Linked DNA regions of Sus scrofa: region 2 is linked to region 1. A link is a contact called in public promoter capture Hi-C data. All regions are on one chromosome and are shown on one strand. The core of a region is the stretch at or near the end of the contact, and the rest is flanking DNA. Distances in the headings are between cores, read along the strand shown. Region 1 holds the start of DET1 (DET1 homolog). Region 2 holds the start of MRPS11 (mitochondrial ribosomal protein S11).

Region 1 (7,436 bases), core at 4,581-7,080:
ATTCACTAGGAATACCTTCAAAGCATGTTTAGCTGTTGGGAATATTCAACAGAATAAACCTAAAACTACATCAGATTTGCTCAGTGTTAGCATTCTATTCAATGTATATTCATTAAAAAAATACTTATTCCCTATTAGCCTAGCAGTTAAGGATTCAGCATTGTTACTGCCGTGGCTCAGGTTTGATCCCTGGCTCAGGAACTTGTGCATGCTGTGGGCACAGCCAAAAAAAAAAGGGGGGGAACACACACACACACACACACACTTATTGGGCTATTAAGATGTCCACATTACCCAAAGCAATCTACAAACTCAATGCAATCCCTCTCAAAATCCAAATGACATTTTTGCAAAAATTGAAAAATTCATCCTAAGAGGCACATGTAATCTCAAGGGACCCCAAATAGCTAAAACAATTTTATAAAAGAAGAACAAAGTTGGAGGACTCAAGCTTCCTGATTTCCAAAACCATTACAAAGCCCAGTAATCAAAAGAATGTGGTACTGGCATAAAGACAAAAAATATACCAAAGGAACAGAATTAAGAGCCAAGAAATAAACAAACCTTCATGTATATAAAACCAAGATGAGAAGTTCAGAGAACCCCAGCCATGATAAATCCAAAGAAATTCATGCCCACACATACCATAGTCAAATTGGAAAAAACTAAAACACAAAGTAAAAATCTTGAAAGCAGCTAGGTAAATGATAAATAACCTATAGGGAAGCAACAATTCATATATCTGTGGATGTCTCAAGAGAAACTACAGAGGTCAGAAAGAAGAGGAGCAACATTTTCAAAGTGTTGAAAGAGCTGTCCGTTTCATCATTCAAATCTCAGCAAGACTGCCGCTCTTCAAAATTTTTCCCTATCTTACTTAAAAAGTTGTGCCTCTTTCCATCTACATCAATCTACTATTTTCCCTATTTTATTTTCTTTAGGCCTTATTATCTTCTTATTTGTGTAAGCTTCTAAGCTTACACATATCAGACAGGAGGGACCTTGTCTAATTTCTTGCTGAATCCCCAGCACCTAGGACAGTGCCCAAGGCACTGTCAGTGGTCATCTGAGATGGACCTTGAAAGATAAAGAACTCACTTGGCAAAAAAAGAGGAGGAATGTTCCAGAAAGAAGGTAACTTTAAAAATATATTTAGAGCAGAGTGTGGCATCAGTTGGAAAACAATAATTCCAAGCATACAGGAAGCACAGAATGAGTGATAAGAGAAGCCTAGAGGAGTTTATACTGTGGTGCAGTGGGTTAAGTAACTGACTGCAACAGCTCAGGTCACTTCAGAGGTGAGGGTTCAATCCCCAGCCCTGTGCAGTAGGTTTAAAGATCTGGCAGCTGAGGCTCGGATTCAATCCCTGGCCTAGGAACTTCCATATGCCACAAGTCGGCCATTAAAAAGAAAAAGAGAGAGAAAGTAGACAGGAACAAGTTTGGAAAATACTTTGTACACCAGGCCACACAAGCTAATACAGGTTGTAAGCAGCAGAGCAACTGATCCAAACTATATTTAAGAAATAAAAACATACAGATGATGGGGAACTTACTTATAATGTCTCCTAAAAGGGACATGAAATGCCTTATATATACTATATAATATATATACTATCTAAGCAAGTTAAAGATCTCAATGACTGAGCAAATCAAGTTTCACAAACTGCTAATCACAACTCATTAATGGGGCACTGAAGTCAATGTAGTGGATATACTAATTGACATTTTTAAAAATAGAATAAAACAGCATACCAAACTACATCACACACAGTAAGGGTAAGCACTATTGTGTGAAACTTTTGTTTCAATTATATATATATATGAGTTACTTACACTGGGGGAGGATATAAAATATATTTCCTACTGATCCAGAGCAGGAGACATCAAACTCAGGTCGAATCTAGCCCGCCTGCCTGTTTTTATAAAGTTTTACTGGAACACAGTCATACCAACTTATTTACATCCCGCCCATTGCTGCTTTTGCCCTATAAAGGCACAGCTGATTAGCTGAGACCAAAGACCACACAACCCACAGCCTATAATACTTACCAACTGGTCCTTTGAGAAAAAGTTTGTCAATCTCTGATCTTGAGCAGTGGTTCCCAACTGGGGCAATTTCATAATATATGGAGACATTTTTAGTTGTCATAACTTGGGAGGGAGGGATGGTGTGCTATGGGTGTCCAGCAAAGAGAATGCTAGGATGCTGCCAAACACCCTATGGTAAACAGGACAGCCCCCACATCTGGCCCAAAATGTCAGCTGTGCCAAGGCTGACAAATCTTGATCTAGAGAAATGCCTGCACATATATAACAGGAGACATACAAAGATGCCTGTAGCAGGACTGCTAGCCACAGCAAAAACTGACATCATTCCAAATGCCCATCAGCAGTAGACTAGATAAATTCCTCCAGGCATATTCATACAGTGCAATCTTATAAAGCAGTGAGTTAATGCACTACAGTTATATATAACAACACAGATGAATTTCAGACACAGTGTTGAATGAAGAAAGCAAGCAGCAGAGTACATACAATGTGATTGCCTTTAAATAAGTTTCAAACAATTTTTGTCTAAGAATAAAATATATAGAGTATACAATTACAAAAAAGCAAGAGTATTATAAACCTAAGACTCAAAATAGTGGTTACTCTAAGGAAGTAAGAAATGGGATGGAAATTGGGGACACAAAGCCAACTCCAACTGTACTTTTTTTTCTTGAATCAGAATTCACTGTATTGTTATTCTCTTAAAATTGTATATGTTTCCTAAGTATTATGTGTGCTTACTTAGAATTCTTTCTTAAATTAGAAAACAATCCTTGTCAAGAAAAAACAAAGGTAGGGCAATAAAATGAAGCTTGGAGTACATAGAAATGCATACCACAAGGACCTGCAGAACTGTCAAGCTTCTAATTTGGCTCTTTCTCAGCCAATAAGGCACAGGAAAATACAATCAGTTGCAGAATTTGCACTGCCAATAAGATAAAAACATAACAGCTGCTTGGAAGAAGCACAGCATTTCCCAGCACTGGATTTTATTTTATTTTTAAATCTTGTCCCATATTTTCTTTTTATCCTGGAACAAATTTTATTCATTTTTATTTACCTATTTATTTTGCTTTTTAGGGCCGCGCCCGCGGCACATGAAGGTTCCCAGGCTAGGGGTCTAATTGGAGCTGCAGCAGCCAGCCTAGGCCAGAGCCACAGCAATGCCAGATCAGCTGTGTCTGCGACCTACACCACAGCTCACAGCAACGTCTGATCCTTAACCCACTGAGTGAGACCAGGGATCAAACCTGCAACCTCATGGTTCCTAGTCGGATTCATTTCCACTGCACCACGATGGGAACTACCCGGCACTGGATTTTAAAGGAAATCTCTCTTATGAGTTTTCTCAAAGGACCCTGGCATGATACAGTGAGAAAAATCCCCCACTCCTGAACAATAAACACGATATTGAGTTTTATACAGCTACTACTTCTAAAAGTGACATAGTTGATGTGACTATTTTGATACAGTCCCCAAAACACACTATTAAGGTTTAGGCATTTTAAAAAACCAAGTAATGCACAAAACTGCCTCACTCAATTACTGCCCAGGAAACCTCTGCCCCTGGCACTCTGTCAACCTAAGATGGGGCTTGGAGTCAGAGAGGGAGAGCAGAATGGAATGAGACAGGTTTGTAAGGCCCAGGCACAGCAGAAGGCATCAGACACCACCTAGCAGACTAACTGCATATAACTGAGTCAGAGAAAGAATGCTAGCTATTCGAATCAGAAAAAGCCACTGATCATTTTAGGCAAAGTAGATGCTTCATTCTTTAAAAAAAAATTATTATTAAAAAAAAAAACCTTCAAAAAATTGAGTTCCCATTGTGGCTCAGCAGTAAAGATCCTGATTAGTATCCATGAGAATACCGGTTCAATTCCTGGCCTCACTCAGTGGGTTAAGGATCCTTCATTGCCACAGCTGCAGCTTAGTTCGTAAGTGTGGCTTGGATCTAATCCCTGACCTAGGAACTCCATATCCCTTGGAGCAGCCAAAAAAAAAAAAAAAAAAATTTGTTTAAAAAAAATTTTTTTTTTTTAAACAACATAGAAAAAGCACAGTGAAAGCTCTTTTAGTCAGGTAGAAGTAAGGAAGAAAGAGTAACTTATGATATTTTTCCCAAAAGCTGACCCCTCTACCCTTTTTCTATTCCAGTAAACGATACAGCCACATCTGCTAAAAGGAACCAGAAACCTGAGTCTCCCTTGATAGCTCTTTCCCTCTGCCTCCATACCTCATCAGTCACCAAACTCTGGAGATTTTACCTCCTAAACATCCTCTAATGCTCCACCTTCTTTCTATCATGACCTGCCAGCACTCTTACCCCAAATTTTCTTAACTTCATGTCTACATTATGGCAACTACTTCCTAATTGGTCTCCTTAAATCCACTCCTGTCCACTCCTAATCCATGAACAACCAGAGTGATCTTTCGAAAGGCTTTTGTGAGCACATCCCTCCTCCTATGGATTAAAACAAGTATTTTCCCATTGCTCTTAATGAAAAGGATCAAAATTCTCACCATGCCAAACAAACGCCTCAAAGGTCTCAGCTCTGACTCTCCATCCTCATCTTCTCCCATTTAACTCTAATCATTTCCTCAGCAGGTGTCCTACCTCCTCCCTCTGAACCCTGACATGTCCTCTTAACCTCAATCTAAAGGCTCTTCTCTTCACTCTGCCAAGTTAACACCTATTTTGGGTATCAACCTAATCATCACTTCCTTAGAAAAGTCTTTCACCCTCTCTACCAGATAAAATCCCAATATACCAGTTAGTCATACCTCTCCTTCACAGCTTGCAACTTCCATCTCTGAATTTTACTTACGCCTATGGCCCTAGATGTACCTTACCAGTACACAAACATTTTATTCTGTGTGCCCATCACAGTAAGCCTCCTTTCCTGAACGCTGTTCTCTGCCAACTCAAGTATTCACTGGGGCTGTTCCCTCAGCCTAGAATATATTTCCTCTAGCCTGTTCATACTTGTCAAGTTGCAGCTCAAGGGTCATCTCCTTCACGAAATCTTCTCTGACCATCCTTTCTAAAACAGATTTTTTTTTTTTTTTACTTTACCATTACTTTTACTGTTCTTCTCCATAGTCATTGTCACAATTTGAATCTGAATTTTTAGTTGTATGGTTAGGTGTTTAATATTGGACTCCCCTGTAATCTATCATCTCCAGGCAGTAAGTAACCATGCCTACTTTTAGTTACCTTAGTTTTCTCAGAGCCAAGCACTGCGACTGGTCTATAAGCATGTGTTTAATACGTTATCTATGAAATGAAAGAAGAAAGCCTGGCTAAATTGGGCCACCAACTCATTGAGCGGTGCTAAGTAAGACCTCCCCTCTTGGGTCTCTCCGCAAACAGGCAGGTGCTCACAAACCTCAATTCCTTCAGTCGGCTGCCTAAAACTTCAAGGGGTAGCTAGGGGCGGGTACACAGGCCCAAGGGGGCGCCACCGGAAAGAAAAGCCCGGGGCGGGGCCTCGATAGGAAGAGAATTCTGAAGCAGGGCGGGGGCCGCGGAGTCATGCGAGGAGGGGGAAATCCCATGGCGGTAACCCGAGGAGGCCTTGGCTAGGGCCTGGCGGGTCTGGAGGCTGGACCAAGGAAGGAGAAGTCCTCACCTGTGCGATCTGGACTCAAACGGCCGGGGCGAAGCACCCCCGGACCGGCTCAGCGTCCGCCTCCCCCGGCCCCGCCCCCGCCATGCCTCGGAACCCGGCGTCTGCACCTATGGGCCCCGGCTTCCGAGAGCCACCGGAAACTCAGTGCAGCGAGAAGGGAAGTGGGGAGAGCGCGGTGAAGTCCAGCTGTCAATGAGCGACGTTACAGCGCACTCTAGTGTTGGGAGGAGGATAGAAGCCATCCTCTATCTTCAGTGGCTGCAAAGGAAAAATTGAACCAGGAGCCCTAACCTGGCATCTCGGTGATCTAAGGTCATGTCTCTGCACCCGCTGGACGCATTTGCAAAAACATGAATAAAAATTAATTTTTCGTCTCTTGATTAAATGCACCATTTCACCAGCTGTTGTCTCCTCCTAGACAGTGAGCACTTTAAAGACAGGAACTGGGAGTTCCTTGGTGGCCTAGCCATTAATGATCCCGCCTTTGTCACTACTGTGGCTCAGTCGCTGCTGTGGCAAGGGTTCAATCCCTGGCCCGGGAAATTCCACATGCCCCCGGGCATGGCCAGTAAAGATATAAATAAATAAATAAATACTGATCTTTGAACACTGTACCCAATACATTAACTAGCACACGGTGGATGTATAGTAAAAGCATCTCGCACTACATTAATCCTGGAAAACTTTAATTGACTTTCACTTACATTATCTCATTGTCTCTTACAAACTGGTTTCTCCCTCAAAACCTCTGCTTTGTCCTATTTCTGGACAACCTGCCCCCAGATTTCCCTGTGTCTTCCTCTTCAGATAATTTAGACCTCAAAGCAAATGTCACCTCTTCAGGAAGGCTTCCCTGACTCCTTTCACTCCACCACCATCATGCTATTTCTTCAAGCACTCATCACTATCTGATATTACCCTGTTTTTTCTCTTGTTTTAATTTCTTTCTTTGTTCTGTTTCCCTTGCCCCCACTAGAATGTAAATTCCATGAGAGCAGGGGTTTTGTCCTGTTTTCTGTTCTAGCCTCCCCTAGAACAGGATTTGGCATCTTTCAGGTGCTTGACAAAGACCCAACCCATAAATGAATGGCTCTGCCCACAGAGTTCACAGCACCTCTATGAGGAAGAACTGTTTATTGGTATTTACAGATAAGGAAACCGAGGATCAAGGAAGATGAGTGATCAAGGCTCAAGGAAGATAAGTGACTTGAAGGTGTAGGATGGCTAAGAGGAAACAAAGATAGGGTTCTTGGCCTGTCTTGACATTCCCAAGCTGAATGTTCTTGGGTACTGACTTCAGTCTTGATTTCCTCTTCTTGGAAATGAAGATATGGTGTACAGACTATATCTCAAGTAGAGGGGGAAAAAAAGAAGAAGAAGGAAGTCTAAATTTCAGATTGTCCCCACCTTTTTTGCTGGGGTGGCCATGGAGCAGCTCTGAGTGGAGTACTGGCCTTCCACTTCTCCATTCAGACTGTCAGGTGATGCCTAATTCAGGGATCACTCCAGCACCCTTTCACCCCTCCCACTGCCACTCTTGCCCACCAAGGGGGAGGCAACACTTTCTGGAGCTCCTCCATTTTTTTTTTTTTTTTTGTCTTTTTAGGGCCACTCCGGCGGCCTATGGAGGTCCCCAGGCTAAGGGTCTAATCAGAGCTGTAGCCACTGGCCTACACCAAAGCCATAGCAACGTGGGATCCGAGCCACCTCTGCAACCTACACCACAGCTCATGGCAATGCCGGATCCTTAAC
Region 2 (7,033 bases), core at 4,493-6,992, 58 kb before region 1:
TTCCCATGTGGTGCGCAGCAGGGAAGCTGAGCATCTGAGCACCACGATCCTGGCAAGAAGCCAGCTGCCAACTCCTGCGTGACGCGGAGGAAACTGAGAGCAAGCTGGAGACCACCCATGCCACACTATCTCACTACTTCTCCTGCAGGCCACGAAGGCCCCACGCCGGAAAGGATCAACAGGCTGCTCGCACTGAGTAAACATTCAACAAGTACCTCCCACGTGCTAAGTTCTTTGCCAAGAGTGGGATGACTGAAAGGAATAGATATTACCTGTATTTTCAAGGGAGTCAGAATTCGGGCTCGGGAGAGACTATTTGCTAATAAATAGCTCCACAGCAATGGAGTAAGTGAAGAGTGTCTTCTCCACTATTACACAGGCTCCCACAGGACACGTGCAGTGTTCAGTTTATCACAGGGATCCCACTGCCTGGAGAGTGTCCAGCAATGGCAGGCACAGAGTGAATGTCTGGGTAAGGGCCCACACAAGCGCTATGGAAGCCTAGAGGGAGACTAGCTCTCTCTATCCAGAATGTTCCACCATAGAAAGCAGAATGTGTGAGCTGAGTTTTAAAAACTGAGCTGTCAGACTAGTGAGGAGAAAAGCACTCCAATGAGGGACCAGCAGGCCCCAAGACAGAGATGCATAAAAAAAAAAAACCCACATTATTCATTGATTATAAAAGGATTGCAAAGTTAGAACTTAAAATGTACATGAATGAGGCAGAAACACAGAAGACTGATGTACTTCGGACCAGAGAAATAAAGCCTTGTAGGCCCTGCTTGAGAGTCTGCTTTTATGGGAAACTTTTTAAGAACTCAAGGCAGAGAAGTGACAGGGACTTGTGTTTAGGAAGGTTCATTCTGGCAGCACTGAAGACTACAACACGAAAGCAAGGGAAGCTTATTCAAGAGTCTGGTGTAGTTAGTGTTCCTGCTGTGGTGCAGTGGGTTAAGGAACCAACATTGTCTCTGTGAGGATGTGTGTTCTACCCCTGGCCTCACTCAGTGGGATAAGGATTGGCGCTGCCGAAAGCCATGGCATAGGTCACAGATGCAGCTCAGATTTGGTGTTGCTGTGGCTCTGGGGTTGGCTGCAGCTGCAGCTCCAATTTGATCCCTGGCCCAGAAACTTCAATATGCCACAAGTGCAGCTGTAAAAAGAAAAAAATAATGTAGGAAAAGAGAAAACCAAACAGCAAATCGTAATCACTTTTATGACAGGAAACAACAATAAATAATGAAGCTTTCAATAATGTAAAAATTGAACCACATTTTAATATAAGTCCCAATCCTGTGGGCATGGATAACTCCCTTGGTGTTCTGAATGGAAAGACAGCAATGCCACTGAAGGGAAGGTAAGTAGGACCTAAATCGCCAGCAGTACCCCCTCATAGCTATACCCATGATGATAAAACAGTTTACAGGAGTTCCCGTCGTGGCTCAGTGGTTAGTGAATCTGACTAGGAACCATGAGGTTGCAGATTCGATCCCTGTCCTTGCTCAGTGGGTTAAGGATCCGGCATTTCCATGAGCTGTGGTGTAGGTCGCAGGCGTGGGCTCAGATCTGGCATTGCTGTGGCTCTGGCGTAGGCCAGCAGCTACAGCTCCAATTAGCCCCCTAGCCTGGGAACCTCCATGTGCCCTGGGAACAGCCCTAGAAAAAAAGGCAAAAACACCAAAACAAACAAACAAACAAACAAAAAACCCGGTTTACAATACTGGGTCCAGGAGTTCCCTGGTGGCCTAGCGGTTAAGGATCCAGCACTGTTACTACTATGGCTGGGGTCACTGCTGTGTTCTACTCCTGGCCCAGGAACTTCCACATGCCCTGGACACAAGGGGAGGTGGGGGCGGGGTGAAGAGACAACTGGGCCCAGAAGAAGATCTGGGCCAATTAAACCAGAAAGAGTACCAGAATCACCTATTCCTATGGAGAATACAAAGCTGTGGAAACTGGGAGCTGAGTGTTTTACACTTTATTAGGAAGACAAGTTCTCCTGAACAGAAGCTGAAATTCTGTATCCTTCAGGCATGATGGCAATTATTAATTCAAGGACCTACCAGGAAGTGCTACTAAGCAACATTAGCCCATTCAAAGGTGGGGGAGGAAGATGACATCTACGACCACACCCTTGAGTTCCACAGAGGAAGTGATGGCCAGCCAGGGCGATCCACTCCACCAATGCCACAACTTTACCAACCTCCCCAGGCTCAGAATTAATAGAAGAGGCTCTGTGAAGGAGCCAGTGACTAAGACAGCCTGGTCAAAACATACTGACCGACCTCCTACCTCCCCCTCAGAATAAAATGCACCCACAGTGGATTTTATTATTCAGAGAATGAAAAAGTAGGTTTTAGGGAAAAAAAAAAAAAAAAAAAAAAAAAACTCAACCTACACAAGAATGGAAAAAAAAATATGGAGTCTAATAGAGCAAATAACTTTTACAAGTGTAGGAATTTTTTCTCTTGTGCCATCAAAAGAACCAATGTGCTATCATAAAAAATAAGAAAATAATTAAAAAGAAATAAAATAAAAATTTAAAAATCTCATTAGCACAAAGACTCTCACTTAATCTAAGATTCTTTTCTAGCTGAAATTTTTATAAATATCAAAGTTTCCATTAACCTTCTACCTCCAACCCTTAAAACCATGCCCACAGTCAGCCAGGAAATCCTTGGGCAGAGTCTGAAGTGTGTCTTATGGGGTTTAGGAGGCAGGGAACTCACCTGAAAGTGTGGCCAGGGTTCGCTCAGCTGTTTGGCGGAGGGTCTCCCCTGGCTGCCAATCTGACTGGGGCAGCATCCAAATATCCTGGTCTCCAAGCTTCTCTCTGACCAACAGAATAAGGTTCCTATCAAGCTTCCGGTGTAGTGAGGTTCGGTCATCCTTTTTATCCGCTTCTGTGAGGAAAAAGAAAGGAGAGGTCACAGAAGACAAGAGGATCGTGTTCTGCCAGGACCAAGAAGATTAGAGTTTTACAATCCTCCTTCAAGGTAGAACCACAGTCTTTGCCTTCAATGAGCTCACAATCAAATTAGAACCCTTAGCCATCTAAATCTGACCTCTCTCAGGATAGAGTTTCATAATCTTGAAGAAACTAAAATGTAACAAGAAGAAACCAAATGCTGAACTCCTCCTTTGAAAAGCAAAACGTAAAATATTTTGAGCCTGTGGAAAATAAGCAATACCCAAACACTACTCTTTCATTGGTTTTGCAGCTATTACTGATTTAATCAGCCTCTACTTTCTCTACTCTTCAGTCTTCATGGTTAAACAAGGATAAGAGAATTCAACCAACTTTCTGCTTTGGGAGAGATTTCAGATAAAATACAGGAAACTAGCGGAAAGGCTTAATTTCCCCCACTCTCAGCCCCAAACTAGTTAGATAACATTCCTGAGGCTTAAAGGAGACAGAAAAGGCTACCCCAATACCTTTACCTCCCACTCAAAAATACCACAGACCTTTTAAAAATTTTATCAGGGTAGATGTGAAGAACAGAGAAAATAATTTCTTTTTCCCCCAACTGAAAGAAGATTTGTCATTTGAAATTGTTACTTAAAACACAAAGCAGGATTTAAGCAACTATCCTTTGTTTGGGAACAATACCCTCCTCTTCTGTGCCACTAAACGGCCTGAAAAGAACACAAACCTGTTAGTCGAGCTCCAAGTTTGAAGTGTAGGAATTTCTGCTCCCACATGTCTTCCAAATCCTGTGCCAGCAATATATTCTGCTCATCTTCCTCTTCATAAAGGTCACTTTTCTTCTTTGCCAGTTGTTGGGCTTCATCCAAAGCACGAAGCTCATGGTCTGAATACAGGCTTCTCTCTATCTCAATCTGGGAAAATTAAAAGAACAAAAAAACAGGCAGAATAAAACAGAGCTACAGCACACTTGACAGACTTAGAAGTTTACCACCCAACATAAGCAGACGTGCAATCAAAACACTACAGAGAGGAGTTCCTGTTGTGGCTCAGAGGAAATGAATCAGACTAGTAACCATGAGGTTGCAGGTTCAATCCCTGGCCTCGCTCAGTGGGTTAAGTATCTGGCGTTGCTGTGAGCTGTGGTGTAGGTTGCAGACGTGGCTCGGATACTGCGTTGCTGTGGCTGTGGTGTAGGCAGGCAGCTACAGCTCCAATTCAACCCCTAGCCTGGGAACCTCCATGTGTCACAGGTGCGGCCCTAAAAAGCAAAAAATAAAAACAAACAAAAAACAACACTACAGAGAAAAGAGAAAAAGAAAAAAGGTCGCCAGCACTTTGGGGTTGAGTTATATTTGCCAAAATGTTAGAATGTGATTGGAGGTCAAGACTGCCATAAAGAAAATTTGCCTAATAAAAGCATTGCCTGCCCACTTAACACCCTCCAGTCATGCCATTTTTTGGTAAGAATCTCACTCACCAAGGACATTTCTGCCATAGGGAATTTGCTGATGCGATTCTTGCTCCCTAGAATATTTTCCCTCATGCTTTCCTGGGAGATTCCTACTCACCCATCAGATCTCAATTTAAATATCACTTTCTTAAGAAAGATGACACCTCCCATTAAAATCAAATTAAAGGTCCCTGTTTAACAGTCTTACAATACCCTGTGTTTTCCTTTACAACACTTAACAGATCCTGCAGTTCCATAGTCATGTGATTATTTTATTATTGATTATCCCCCCCCAGACTGAAGCACTCTGAAAACCAGAGCCATGTCTGTCTTATTCACCACTGCATCCCTAGCACTTAACACAAAATCTGTAAAAAGCAGGTGCTAAATGATTATCTGTGAAGTGATTAACAAAATATCTGCAGAATAAATAAACAGACCAAGTAAAAAGCACAGAAGTGTAGTTTATACCTCTTGATAGCCAAAACAAAAACATCTCAGGTTATGGGTAAACATAGTTTCCTTTAATAATTATTTATAGGGATTTAAGACCCTCATAGCCACTTCTCCGTTTTTGCCCATGTTTCTTCACTTGCCCCTCACACAAGTAGACTTTATCAAAGCTATGTTATATATGAGCCTTTTGCCTTTTCCTAACACTCGTCACATCACAAAGAGTTTTTCTTCTCCAAACTGTCAACTACCTATGATGGAGACCGAACCCATCTTATTCACCATGGCATCCCTGTGTGTTGAAAGAGAACATTTCCAAAGAGTTGCCTAAGATGACTATAGAGAAGATCAATGAAAACGAACTACCTTTTAGAGAAACCTACTACGTACTACACCAAGTTAGTAAGGTAGGTACTACTTGCAGGTAAGTATACTGAACTTCAAAAAAGTGACTTGCCCAAAGTCACACAAACTAACTTGGTACCATAATCATAACTGGAACCTGGCTAGCGTGCCTCTATTGCTTCCCCAACTTCACCCTGAAGCCAGGACCCACATTTCAATCCCACCTGCTGTAGCAGATCCGCCATCTCTTCCTGCAATGGGGTCAGCGGCTTTGTGACCAGCGGTGGCCTCTGCAGGCACAACGCGCCCAACAGGCGCCATGGAGAGCTACTGCTCGAAGGTGCGACCGCAAGGGCCAGGTTGCGAGAACCCAGACTATGGGCCCAAGGACCCTCAAACCGTCGCCAGCCCCTCACCACTCTTAACATAGTCCGTCTCACGGGCGCCGCCATCTTTCAACCTTCCCACAACGCACTGCGCCTGACAGCGGGTCCTGGGCCAATCCCATATTCCCACAAGGCATCGCGGGAGCGACAGGACGGGCAGAGGTCGGTCCCGAACCTACTAGAACGAACCATTCCAATATGAAGGGGTGGGCAAAGAACTCTTGTTAGAAAATTAGGAAAAGGAGGAGTGCTTCCCAGTTGGCTCTTGCAACGATAGTTACTATAGAGCATTTAAATGAGAATAGAAATCTTTAATATTCCTCAAGAGGAGAGGTCAGGTAACTTTTCCTCTGCACCTTCCCCCACAAGCGTCCGTGGTGCTGCCGCCGCTCCGGCGCCACCGTGGTGCTGGTCGCCGTGGACGGAAGCTGACGGGGATCAACTCAAGTCATGCAGGTTGTAAGAAACGCGGGTTCTCGGCTCTTGCAGTCATGGGCATGGCCACCGAAGACCAGGTAAGGACGATTACTTTCTCCCAGCCCACGGTCACCCTCAGGAGTGTGCTGCTGCCGGTGTCCCCAGGGCCACCTGGTCTCCAGTGGCAGTTCGGCCTGTATCTCACCGAGCTTTACTTCTCCTCAGGATCGTGGCTGGACTGCCGGCCTCCACCATCCACAGGAGCGCCCCTCATTTGCAAGACGCGGCGGCCAAGCTGGACATTGAGGACAAGGAGGAGGCTCGGACTCCGAGCCACAGCAGCTTCAGGTGAGGGCCACTTGTGTCCAGCCCTCGGGAGACTGACACTACCCTCCAGAGTCAGAGAACCGGCGACTTCCCAATTCTTTGACGCTTGCCAGCTGTGGGACCTTTTGCAGATTTATCTCCGAACCTCACCTTTTTCGTCTAAAGGTGGAAATAATGCCTAGGGAGGTTGTGAGAAGTGGCTGCACTAGGTTATAGGTTATTGTGCGCTTTTTAGAGTTGATGTAAGATCCAGGGTGCTTTTTGTGCTCAGCCCCAGCAACTGGCATCCTGCTTTCCACCAGTGCCACTGCCTCTGTGTGCTAGTTGTACTTCACATGCACTTAGCAAACATTTACTAAGAACCTGCTTGGTGCCGGGCACTGTGCTGGGTGCTGGGGATACAAATGCAGACAATCATTTCTCCCCACAAGTAGATCACAGTTTACCAGGGAAGATAAGACTTGCAAACGTTTTCACCAGGATCTGATCAGTGGTATACTGGAGGTAAGAAGTGGTTGCTTTGAAGTATGAAAGAACGAGTTCTGACTCCTAAGGGAATCAGGCAAGAGTGCTAGGAAGATACTGTGAAGCTAAGAACTGAATTGAATGGGAGTTCAACTGGAAGAGATAAAAGGTCATTTTAGGCAAAGCTAACAGCCTGTGTAAGACATGCAGCATGAAAGAATGTAGTGTATTCACGTATGTGATGGCAGATGAGGCCAGCAG

The links. Promoter capture Hi-C pulls out the DNA fragments that hold promoters and counts their contacts.
Region 2: a promoter capture Hi-C map of liver shows a contact between it and region 1, with 3 times the contacts expected there. The contact joins the promoter of MRPS11 here to the promoter of DET1 in region 1. A contact is called at or near these places in 1 of 5 promoter capture datasets (liver), 5 of 47 Hi-C or Micro-C datasets (embryonic fibroblasts, fibroblasts, liver and 1 more) and 1 of 2 datasets of contacts at active chromatin or transcription factors (alveolar macrophages).

What each region holds. Positions count from the first base shown.
Region 1 is chr1:191,261,843-191,269,278 of Sscrofa11.1, reverse strand. DET1 (DET1 homolog) reads right to left here and starts at 5,830. Exons shown (of 6, transcript XM_013993479.2): 1 at 5,685-5,830; 2 at 2,053-2,109.
Region 2 is chr1:191,320,619-191,327,651 of Sscrofa11.1, reverse strand. It overlaps MRPS11 (mitochondrial ribosomal protein S11), which reads left to right and starts at 5,742. Exons shown (of 6, transcript NM_001244528.1): 1 at 5,742-6,078; 2 at 6,206-6,328. The coding sequence starts at 6,014. MRPL46 (39S ribosomal protein L46, mitochondrial) reads right to left here and starts at 5,662. Exons shown (of 4, transcript XM_003121860.4): 1 at 5,402-5,662; 2 at 3,654-3,840; 3 at 2,730-2,903. The coding sequence starts at 5,629.